Regions from separate parts of the Oryzias latipes genome. Here all the other regions are linked to region 3. The links are chromatin contacts, called in public Hi-C maps. All regions are on one chromosome and are shown on one strand. The core of a region is the stretch at or near the end of the contact, and the rest is flanking DNA. Distances in the headings are between cores, read along the strand shown. Region 1 holds the start of pcnx4 (pecanex-like protein 4). Region 2 holds the start of LOC101159959 (leucine-rich repeat-containing protein 9). Region 3 holds the start of prkch (protein kinase C eta type).

Region 1 (4,170 bases), core at 541-3,040, 150 kb before region 3:
GTTGTAATCCAGATTCATAATAAGAGATGTTTGTGCTTGCTGAATCAGTAATACATGATGCCCCATCCCCCTGTAGTGTCCTCACCATACACACATGCATGGGGTAAACACATTCATTGTATGGGGCAATTACTGCTGGGCCACTAACTCTTAGGATTTGCTCTGTTTCTGCATGCAGAGCACCTTTAGACCAAGACTGTGAATGGAAAATCCTTTCACTTCTACTTAGTTTGGTTCAACTTTATAAGAGAAATTCCTACTTGAAGAAGCTGATCATGTATGTAGGTGAATATTGCACAATGAATTAAACTCCTCCAAGACACAACTTTTACACTCCACAAGTTTTGAGTGCCCACCGTTTTTCAACAAGACATGCTTGTTACAGTTTCATCATGGCTTAAGTAGATATTGGCTTTGGAAAAAATCAACTGTTTGGCTTCTGATGTCGGCCCTCTGCATGTCATCAACAAAATCCAAATTGTGTTGTCTTCTGAAGGTGCACATTATGGCCAAAGTTCATCTTTTATCCTCACAAACACATCCTGTCTTGTCATATTGCCTCTTTTAAAGCCTGTCATTGAATTATTGCTGTCGCTTGTCATTTTCCTGTAATTTGTTTCCTGTGAAATAAGGAGCAAACGGAGACTTAGATTAGAATGGAGAGGAAAATGCTTCTATTTTGTGTAGACATTTTGGATAAGAGCAAGTACTAAGGCAATATGTATGTGGGACTTCTTTTCAGCGTTATGGGACTGTTAAACCTGTGTCATTTATCACATTATTTCAAATTTTCATTCTGTCGCTTCTTTGAATCGGCAAAGAAACAAGTTAAGAGAGGAACCAAACAATAGACAAATGCCCAATTTTCTGGTAATTTGAACAGAAATCAATTCTCAATGCTTGGTCTGATGGCTTTTGAGCAATTTGGCTTTACCCTTTTATACCTCAGGAGGTTTGCATAATTGTTCCTTAAATGACATAATAGTAAATATTGCTTTTAGATGTTCACGTGCTGCACAAGATTTCACGGTACCATACTGCAGTCTCAAGCTTGTCTATTTTAACAGGTATTTGTATCATGAAAAAAATGGAAGGGCTTTTCAAGATGACAAGGAAAAACAACATGCTGGCCACTTTTTTCCCTTAAGCCCAGTGAACAACAACAATTTAATCTCCTTCACTCCAGATTGTTAGCTTTCTTTGTGTTGATTTTGTGTTCATGCTTGTCATCAATCGTGCAGCCCCTTTCTTGGCCTACCCCCTCCCCCTGCACCCCTCAAAAATAACATTTTAAGGACACAATTTTCGTTCAGGGACGAAAATATATACATATATAGCACAAAATATATATATAGCACAAAAAACACATTTATCTTAAGTTCGTTTTTTTTAAGTTATTTTAATGTGATAGAATTAAAAAGTTAACTGTAAAAAATTTGTGAGGAAAAATACCAGTAAAATAAACAAGGGTTTTTTATTTTATTTTATTTTATTTAGAATGCTCAATGCATACAGGTCTAAGTAGTAAGTGTAGAAAAAAACTATACAAACTCACAAACATCAATGCCTTGCATTAGAAATGAATACATTTATCACGAATGTGTTTGTATTTGGGGAACAACAAGTGTTTTTTGATAACTAAACTTCCCCCAGACGATCTTTGCGCTAACATTCCGGGTATTTATATGGGATGCTGATTATGGAAAGGGTGGGATTCGACAAAACCAACCAATTACAGTGCATGTATATGTGACTGCGCCACTCTGATTGGCTATAATCTGACCGTGTACTGTGCTCGTCTGTTAGCATTCTATCTGCTAGCTAGCAAAGCAATGCAACTATAGTCAATTCTCCCACCACTCCTCTGTGAAATTTTCCCACCAGTTCGTCAATTTACACAGAAAAGATAACGTGTTGTTGGTCTCCTTTTTAAAGGTAAGTTAACCCTCCTCTGGTTGACAACTTGCTTATATTTTACCTAAAACAGGAGACTAACAGAACAGTTGAGCTACCATCGCTAGCTTAGAATTCTAAAGCTAACGAAGCTAAATTATGTCATTGCATGGAGACATTTTTATATTTTTAACCTTTTTTTCTTCCTTGGAATAATTATATAAGAGCGTTTTTTGTTGCATGGCAAGAAGGTAAACTAATAAACAAACAGACGAACAAAAAAAACAAAAAAAAACCCCAAAAGAATCAACAAGACATCGTTGTTTGCTGCTGTGTATGTTGTGTTCTCCTAGCAACTCGGGGATATTTGCTTTTCTATCTAATTTTCTCCCTAAAAATCACTTAGACGTAATTCATGACTAAAGCGTTGTATCAGAAGTAAGATAATATCTTTTCTAATTATTGATGTTCAGCCTGCAAAATAACGAAAAGCGTTGTTGAAGCTTCTAACCCTCTGTTAAAAGCAAACATGTACCGTGGACTTAATGACATCACTTTCATCCATGTTAAATACTCTTTGATATATTTCAATGTATTTGAAGCTTTGAACAGAATAGCATTTAGCTCCTTTGAAATGTGATGTTTGTGTGTTGCCGAGACGTTTTTGCATGCATTACTAAAAATGTAACAGCAACTCTGTTCACTCTCATTGTCTTGTCAAACCTCCACTGCACATCACTTAAATTTTTGTTTGCATGAAAGCAATTTTTCTTCTTTTTTTATCAAGGAAATTGAAATTATATACAAAGCCCAGAAAGATTAAATAAATCCAATTACAAATAGTAAAGAAAATGTAGGTATTTGGATGAAGTATTGTTTAGTTCCTATTACTACAACAATGCACCTAAACCTTTTTGTCCTTTGTTGTTCTCAAGTGTAATATTGATCTGATGTTTTTTTTTCTTCTTATGTTCCACATAATAATTTAACATGTTGTTTACAACCAGAATATTTTCAATATTAAATGTTTTATTTAATGTAAAATAAGAATTAATGGATTGTATCCCACGAGAATTGGAACGTTTATGTAGTCTGATCTGTTTCTATTTAGAAAAAAATAAAATGAATAACTGTTTATACTTTTGTTACATCAACATTTAGTCACTAAGAAAATAGTAATACATCAAGCTTTCATAAAAAAGAGCTATTTGAATAATCAGTATTAAAGTCCTACTTTTAGGGGGAAAAAGTGTATTTAAAAAAAATAGAAGATAATGAAAATATTTAAAATAAAGTCCACAAAATGTAAATAAAGGGACAATCATTAAAAAAAATGCTAAAAGTGTCTTTTCACATTTAAGTCCATCAAGAGCTTGTGCATATCAACCTAAGATTAAGCCGTTAGGACATTTTTTAGCATTCTATGCAGCAAGATTGTGCTAAATATTACACCAGTCCCTTCAAAAAAGACAAACATTCACATTTATGTATATATCATGCTTCAACTTTATTATTGAAGTTATGACAGTAGTTTATTTTACAAACATTGTCTCAAAATGTTGTTTTTGAAGGCCAATAGACAGAATAGCCAAATAATATTATTTACAGTATGTTTAACTATTTATAATATGGTAAAGAAAAAACAAATATTAAGGTTTTTGTTAAGGCAAAACGGAAAACTTGTGTATATGTATTTGTAGTATTCTTGTTCTGCTGAAGTAATTAGCAAACCTTCATTACTTAACAGAATGTGTTTCTTTTTGCAGGTTTTTCCACTGATCGGTGATGATTGGTAATCCTCCTCCTGCACAGAGATGACCTCCCGTTCTTTAGGGAAAGGTCAGAATGGGGCCAGATGTGCCCCTTCTCAATGAATACAAACAGGAGTTCTTCTGGAAGCGCTTCCCCCAAACAGTTTTGGGAGGTCCGCGCTTTAAGTTGGGCTACTGTGCCCCTCCGTTTGTTTATGTTAACCAAGTGGTTTTGTTCTTAACGCCATGGCTTTTTGGGGGCATCGGCACACTGCTCTGTCAGCTGCAGGTGCTTCAAGAACTTCACGCTGCCGTGCTCTCTGGTATGCTTATGTTTGCTGCTGCAGTGGCTGTCCAGGCCCTGGCACACTATGCAGCGCGGAAGAGTAGCACAGTGGAGAGGCTTGGTGCTCCCAATATTTTGGTTGATGAAGAGGAAGTGGAGTTCACCAACTGTGTCAGCCCAGAAACTGTTCGATTCATTGCTCCTGGGAAGCGCTTTGGACTTAATGTGGTGCTGCATACA
Region 2 (3,603 bases), core at 565-3,064, 170 kb before region 3:
CCTCTGTCCTCATAGATGGGATTTGCGGCGTTTCCAGCGGGAACAAACGTGACAGGAGAGATTAATTCAACTGTGCGGACACGGCTTAGCAACAGTATTGCAGCAACACTGTTCTCTTTCAGGAGCCAAAACAAAGAGTGTGTCCCCCGTCTGTGAGCACCTACACACCTTGTCTGGCAGACTGTTATGAAAGTGGAGCAAATGCTTTGTTTACATTTTCAAGCAAGAAAAGTGGAAAAGACAAAGGTTAAATATTAAAGGATATTCCTATCCTATAATTTAATCTTAACAAAAGCTTTTATTAACTAATCTGTTTACACCTGACTGTTGAGGTTTCATTCCCTGATAGGAATAGTCCACTTCCTGAAAAAGAATCTGCATAAAAAGCGTGTTTTTTTTATTGATTTGATTCAAGCAGCATGCCAAATGAGAGAGCGCTTGAGCAGTTAAGAGAGGAAACTTGGCCGCATGATTTTTTTTTAAGCATAACCTTATGAATTTTTCAGTGAACTTGTGAATAAAAGTGGCTCACTTCTGCCCAACACACGAATAGTGAGGCAAGCGACCTTAGGAGTAAAAATAGCAGCATGAGCCAAGCTGTTCTTCAAAGGGGAAGGACTTTAAGCACAAATTTGAAGCCATTAGAGTTTCTTAGACCTTTTGAATTAAGGCTGTTTTTATTTAGTCCTTCTGACCTTATTTTAAGTAGCATTTTTGGTCAAATTGGTGAGTTAGATCTCATTGGCCAACAACATTTTGACTATTATCCAACAATCATCAACTAATTGAGACCTACCCAGACAGGTGCTTCTTTTATTGTATTTATAACAGAAAACTGGCCTTAACATCATAAATCACATATAGTCCTTTCAGATTTATCAGCATGTGAACACACATGTAGATCAAATCAGAACCTGAAAGTTGCAAAAAAAAATAGCATCTTTGTTTTCAATTCCAGAAGTTTTAACTCCTCATAACAGCAGACAAGCAGGCCGTCTGTCGTAATCTATAATAAACTGCGCCTCAGCATCAGTCGCCCCCATTTTAAGACATAAAATCACTCCTTGTGTTTGCTTTTGCCCATGAGTATTATTAGGTTTGGCAGAAAAGTAAGATTTGTCTCATTTACGTTAAAGTTTTACCTGTAGAGGCAGTTTCCATAGCAACGGGAGGCCTTTTCCCGTCGTCCTGGAAAGGATGAAATTGTTGATCCAGGTCGCCCACAGCGTCACCACCTCTCGGCTTCAAATCGTGACGCAGCTCGTCGAAGCGGGTGGATGTGTTCCCAAACAAGCCGTTCCTCTCGTAATCATCCCCGAACCACCTCTCCTCCTCGCGGAGCTCCTCGCCGGGCTGAGCGGACATGCTTTGTTGCTGTTGTCGGACAGACTGGGAACAGTCAGCGGCTGCTGAGGCTTCCTCTCCTCCTCCCCCCGTCTGACCGTACTGCAGAGCCGGCGGCGACGCTCGAGCTCGAACGGGTGATCCGGGAAAACACGGGGACGCTCCCGCCTGGCTTCTGCTCAGCTGTGCCGGGGCTGTGAGGACGGCAGGGATGAGGCGGAGCGGGCGGTTTGGAACCAGCACCAGAGGAGAGAGGTTGATGTTGTAGTTCACCGAGCCACCGCTGACGTCATCCTGTCCGCTAGACAGCAACGCAACTTTAGGACAAATACACACCCTAGTTTTCATTAAAATAAGGAAAACCAAATAAAACGATCAATTTATATAATATCAAACTATGTTTAACAAAATATGTTTAAGGCAATTACAGAAGCAGAATTTAGGGAATAAATCACATATAATATTACTATTTTTTCAGTCTGAATAGCACTTAAAAAAATGAAAAACTTTATTTATTTTCTGCCTTTTGTACTAAAGAATATTCTGGAGATCCAAATGTCTTGTGTCTCCATGAAAACAGTCCAGACAAATCTTGCAGTATGGCGCCCTCGTGTGGTAGCTCAGCGTACAAACAAAGCTTGAAAAGTTTCGGAGTTCCTCCATGGCAACCAAACACTCGTGCCTGGATACGCGTTCTTCCCATCGATATTGGTAACCAATTGTGTTTCAATCATACATTAATAAACGATAACAAAAATGCATTTTACGTTTTAATATATAATATGTGCAGTGCAGAGAGTCTGTAGAACTGATGCTCAGTCCTTAAACTTGGTCGGTTTCTGTTTGTTTGGTGTGCATGTTTGGGGGGAGGGGCAAATATAAACGTTTACTCAAAATTGGTTTTTAACATTTAAATTGACGGGCACGTGTTAGTTTTGTATTGTTTTCAGCAGAACCGACCAGTAATGCTTAATTTGTTGTTTTTGTTTATTTTTTTGCACAGCTATGTTGAAAAGTGACAAAAAGACGAACTGCAGGGATGAAGAGGTGGTCAAAAAACTAGTAAGTTAACACTAAGAAAAACATGTGATACCATGCAGAAGTTTTTGATTTTGTAGTCAAGAAATGTTTGCAACATAAATTGCAAGTAAAAAGAAAACAATGTACAGTAAATGTAAAGGAAATTCCACTCTCCCTCTGGAATTATTCTGGAGGCTCTCTCTCTCTCAGCATTTATTTATTTGTTTGTTTGTTTGTTTGTTTGTTTGTTTGTAGCCAATTAACCATGGAGAACTACCAAAAATTATTACTTGTAGTTTTAAAGTTAATTTGACTTTTTGTTTACTCATTTTGGGTAGCAGCGATTAACAGCGGCCAAAAAATAAAATGTAAAGATGAAAAAATATTTGATGAAAACAAAAAAAAATTTAAGACATTGTAAAAAAAAGAAAGAAAATTGCCTATGGGTTTGTAGGGTTAATTAAATATGTGTTTTTTTATTGTGTTTACTTTGCTTTACTTTAATTTGTGTTTACTTTACGATCTTTTAATGCATTTAAATCTATTTTATATCATTATCTTGTAATGTTCTTTGTAAATTCATTGTAACAAATAGATAACTTTAAATATTTACTCTCCATGCAAGTGCAAAAATGCTCATTGCTAGACTATTATATCAATATGAATTGCCCCTAATTTTCTGCCTATATAGAATATTACTGCTGGCTTCTGTGATTGTTACATGAAATAGGAAATGAGTGAATAGTGTTTTTTTTATTCAAAAATAAATTACGTTTTTTTTTAGAAAATTCATTATGAACATGTTTAAAATATATCATTTCTGCTTTTGCATTTTTATGAATTTCTTTAATATATATGAATAAATGCTGCAGTCTAAATACACATTGTCAGAAAAACGGAGAAAAAAAAAAGACTCCCAAAAAACTGAATGTGGAAGCAAAAAGGTTTTAGGTTTGCTTTTATTTGACTGTATTTCAACCCCCCTTTTTAAATTTATTTATTTATTTATGATGCATAAATATCAAGATCATGAATCATTGTTCATCTTTTTGCTCACAACAGTGTCTGGTCAATGGCGTTTCCTATGAAAAAATAGCACAGGAGGGGAGTAACGTCACGTCTCTGGAGATCTTTTTCTCTGGTTTCCCCCGAATGGTCGGGCTCTTCTTCTTTCCAAGACTTTGCCACCTTACCATCGTGGACCAGACCATAGAACACATTGAAGGACTGGAGAACTGC
Region 3 (3,652 bases), core at 144-2,643:
CAAGTCTGACACCAATAAAGTGGAAACTTTGATTTGGGGTATTTATGATGAGGCAGAAGCAGCACCCTCAGAGAGAAAAGGTGAAGCAGAAACAATGGAATTAAAAATGCTACAAAAAATAGCATTTAAAAGAAATTAAAAGCTCAGTTTTCCTCAAAATACAAAAAAGTTATTTAGAAGAGGCTGTAACTAAAACTACAAAATTTACCGGTAATAGGAAAACCAAAAAAGAAATGGGGCTCAATTATATATTTGTTTCAGCAATTCCATTCAAAGGATCTCAATGCCTTAATTTAATCCAGACACTTTTAAATCTTTAATAGCCAAACATCAATATACAAACTAACCATAAACAATAAGACAAGAAAACAAAAACTAGGATAATACAACTCAAAAATATACCACACAAGAATCTTCACGAGCAGAACATAACACATTTTTAACAGCCCACACATAAACAAAAGGATGTAGCACATTAGTTTAGCAGAGGACATTTCTTTCTATCTTTTGGTAACAACCTTTATTGAGACGGTAGGTAAAAGAAAACACTACAAATACTGTGCACCCTTCACATCAACAAGGGTTGACTGTATCTTATTGAACATAAAATATTTAAAAAAAATGTTCCTTTTTTAGATTAAATTTTCTTCATATTTTCCACATGCTCTACTGTATTTTAATTTCATTTAAAGTCCAGAAGAAAAGATTTAAAAAAGGGTGGGACCATTTACATTTGTATATTTGGAATATCCTCAAAATAATAAACACTTAAATAACAAAATTGAAATTTTTTGCCCAACCATGTCATTCAAAATGTAACATGACATCGAAAATATTAAATCGGATATTTACATTTAATTTTGTAATTATAAATACTTTTAATCAGCGCAAAATTCTCTGTGTACATACAATGATAAACTAGGTAAAATGGAAAATGGTCTCTTTACTTGATTGGTAAAGAAGACAAGACTTTTGTTTATTTTAAATCTTCCTTTCGCACATCATTGTTTGTTTTTGATAAATTTTATTTACAGATAAGATACACAAGTGTTAATGCCAAGGAGAAAGAATGATGTATACGGTCACAGTAGAGGTGCATCCCAAAATAAATATATATTAATGAGCAGTTTATTTAAAAAAATGTTTTCTTAAATTGTAAACGTTTAAAATTTTGAATTGAAATGTTTAAAAGAAATTAAAAAATATATTTAAGAAAAAAATAAAATACATTTGTTGAAATAGTCTTTTTTTATCTTAATTTGCTGATTTTACGAAATAGGACAGGTGAGGCTTCCTGACGTATCCACGACTACACCGCAATGCATGCCGGTCAATGTAGTACAGGTCTCCCTTTTCTCCAATTCGACTGCCCATGTAACCACGTGACCCACTAAAGCTGTGACAGGTTGGGAGGTTTCGTGTTTGTGTATTTTGGGTTAGTGTTCGCACTTTGACAAGTTATGCGGAACTGGCCGCCCGCTCGGCGTGTTGTTGCTGGAGCTTCCTATTACCCGAAGAGCTCAGAAACAGGTTTTCAGGCTGACTGCTCGCTGGTCCAGAGCTGCGACAGCTGACTTTGCACTGGAGCCAAGACGACGTGACTTTATTCAAACTCCGTTTTCTACTCTAGAATAGACAGTTTTTCTAAAATTAATATTTAATTTTCTTTTTTTACGTTTTTTCTTTACAACTTATTTGTGTTTTTGCTTCTTTATGCGCGCGCGCGCGCTTTGTCGAGATGAAGTTTAACGGGTACCTGAAGCTGCGCATTGGTGAGGCTTTGGACCTCAAGCCCACCACCGCCTCCACGCGCCACTCCGTCATCTTCAACAAGGCCCCTCTGGCGCTGGACCCCTACATGGTGGTGAAGGTGGACGAATACAAAATCGGACAAACTCACACCAAGCAGAAGACCAACCAGCCGACCTACAACGAGGAGTTCTGCATGAACGTGAACGACGGCAAGCAGATCGAACTGGCGGTCTTCCACGACACCCCGCTCGGATACGATGACTTTGTGGCCAACTGCATCATCCAGTTCGAAGACCTCATCAAGACCATCAACACGGGGGAGAACTTTGAGGAATGGGTGAGTAGGAACTGGGAAGTTCCCAGGTGTCATGGACTCCTGTTTTGATTCCCAGCTCATTCAGTCTGCCATCACAAGTGACTGATTGATCCTTTAGTTTTTAATAATCTTTATTAATCCCGAGGGTCAGATTAGGATTAAAACGTGTCCAGCCATTTTTCCAAAACAGCACACATCTTGAAAAGTATTTTAATTTACTTTTAAAAGTAAATTAAGAAAATGTCTTTCAAATGTGGACCAAAGTAATAAAATAATTTAACACCAGATTATCTCTGATTAAAACCCTTTTTGCAACAGTTATAATATGTAATCTCCTCAAGGATATTGCATTTTTGTTTTTACCTAAATCAAACTTGATTAACTATATATATTAAAAAAAAAAGATTTGCATGTGATCACATTCATGCATTTGCCTTTTTAGATCAAATCAAATACACACACATTTAGATTATACTGATCAAACCTCCCTGTCTGCAGGTGATTATTCAGATCAAGCCCTTTTTTTCTCTGAACCTTTTACCCAATGCCTCACACCTCTCCATCAATTGCGTTTGGTCACATTTAAATGAAGGGTGTCATTTTTCAGTGCTAAAACGTTCAAATCCAGAATTTCTTTTTGCCCTAATCACAATAAATTTACTTTTATTTTAAATCGACTAGGGTTGTAAAGTTACATCAGCTGATGTTTTCAACTCAATGTCGATTGAGGTGAGCAGAGTGAGGAGAACTGGATAAGTGTCAACTTCTTTCTAATGTCTTATGGCCTTTTAGGAGTTGGAATACGTATCAAAATATTCTATGAATTCTTATAGTTGCAATCAACTTTGTTATTGGAATTTATTCAAAGTCAGTTGCAAGTTTTCCATAATGTTGATCTAAATACACACTTAACCTTTATTTTGTTTGTATTTTACTTATTTATTTTATCTATTTGTCTCATATGTTGAAATCTATAATTGTATGTATGTATGTATGTATGTATATATGTATATATGCTTAAATTACAATGCTGCTGAAGTTGATGTAAGCTGAAGGCACTGATAAAATAGTAAATAAGTGATTAATAAACTTAAAAAATTGTGAAAATGTAGTAAATCACTTGATCACAATTGTGATCCAATAAAATAATCACTAACATATGATACATAGGGCAGGAAAAAGAAGGTTGACATGCAAAAATCTTCAATTTGTAAAGATTTCCAGCTTTAAAACAATACATTTACATGGACTTGGATAGTAGAGCAGAGTTGATGCTGCCAGCGGCTTTCCACCTGTAAGGCCCCATGCTCTGCTTATTGGCTTAGAGGCTTTGTCAGTAATCAGGAGAAAGCGTGGTGTGAAACTGGCATCAATGGGATGAAGAAACATTGAAGGAGCTGCAAATCACACGCAATGTCCAGGCACGTTCAACAAATGCAACAATTGCTTTGAATTTTTGAAGACTTTTATTCTTTTTAGCCTCAAACTTTCAGCACCTTAACCACATTTGGTTGATTTGTGGTTTAAAAATGTGAGAGGATCTTAAAAAGGGCCTTTTACCCTTTAGGAGATGAAACTGCTCCT

What was found. Hi-C and Micro-C count contacts between places; a contact is called where the count stands out from the background.
Region 1: a Hi-C map of fibroblasts shows a contact between it and region 3, with 2.5 times the contacts expected there. The contact joins the promoter of pcnx4 here to the promoter of prkch in region 3. A contact is called at or near these places in 3 of 5 Hi-C or Micro-C datasets (embryo and fibroblasts).
Region 2: a contact with region 3 is called in a Hi-C map of embryo, with 1.9 times the contacts expected there. The contact joins the promoter of LOC101159959 here to the promoter of prkch in region 3. A contact is called at or near these places in 3 of 5 Hi-C or Micro-C datasets (embryo and fibroblasts).

Annotation. Positions count from the first base shown.
Region 1 is chr22:12,146,361-12,150,530 of ASM223467v1, reverse strand. It overlaps pcnx4 (pecanex-like protein 4), which reads left to right and starts at 1,790. Exons shown (of 11, transcript XM_004082550.4): 1 at 1,790-1,935; 2 at 3,660-4,170. The coding sequence starts at 3,739.
Region 2 is chr22:12,165,969-12,169,571 of ASM223467v1, reverse strand. LOC101159959 (leucine-rich repeat-containing protein 9) reads left to right here and starts at 1,814. Exons shown (of 33, transcript XM_020713607.2): 1 at 1,814-2,055; 2 at 2,348-2,406; 3 at 3,427-3,603. The coding sequence starts at 1,944. It overlaps rtn1 (reticulon-1), which reads right to left and starts at 1,707. Exons shown (of 9, transcript XM_004082287.3): 1 at 1,143-1,707. The coding sequence starts at 1,692.
Region 3 is chr22:11,993,542-11,997,193 of ASM223467v1, reverse strand. prkch (protein kinase C eta type) reads left to right here and starts at 1,393. Exons shown (of 14, transcript XM_023951757.1): 1 at 1,393-2,089. The coding sequence starts at 1,739.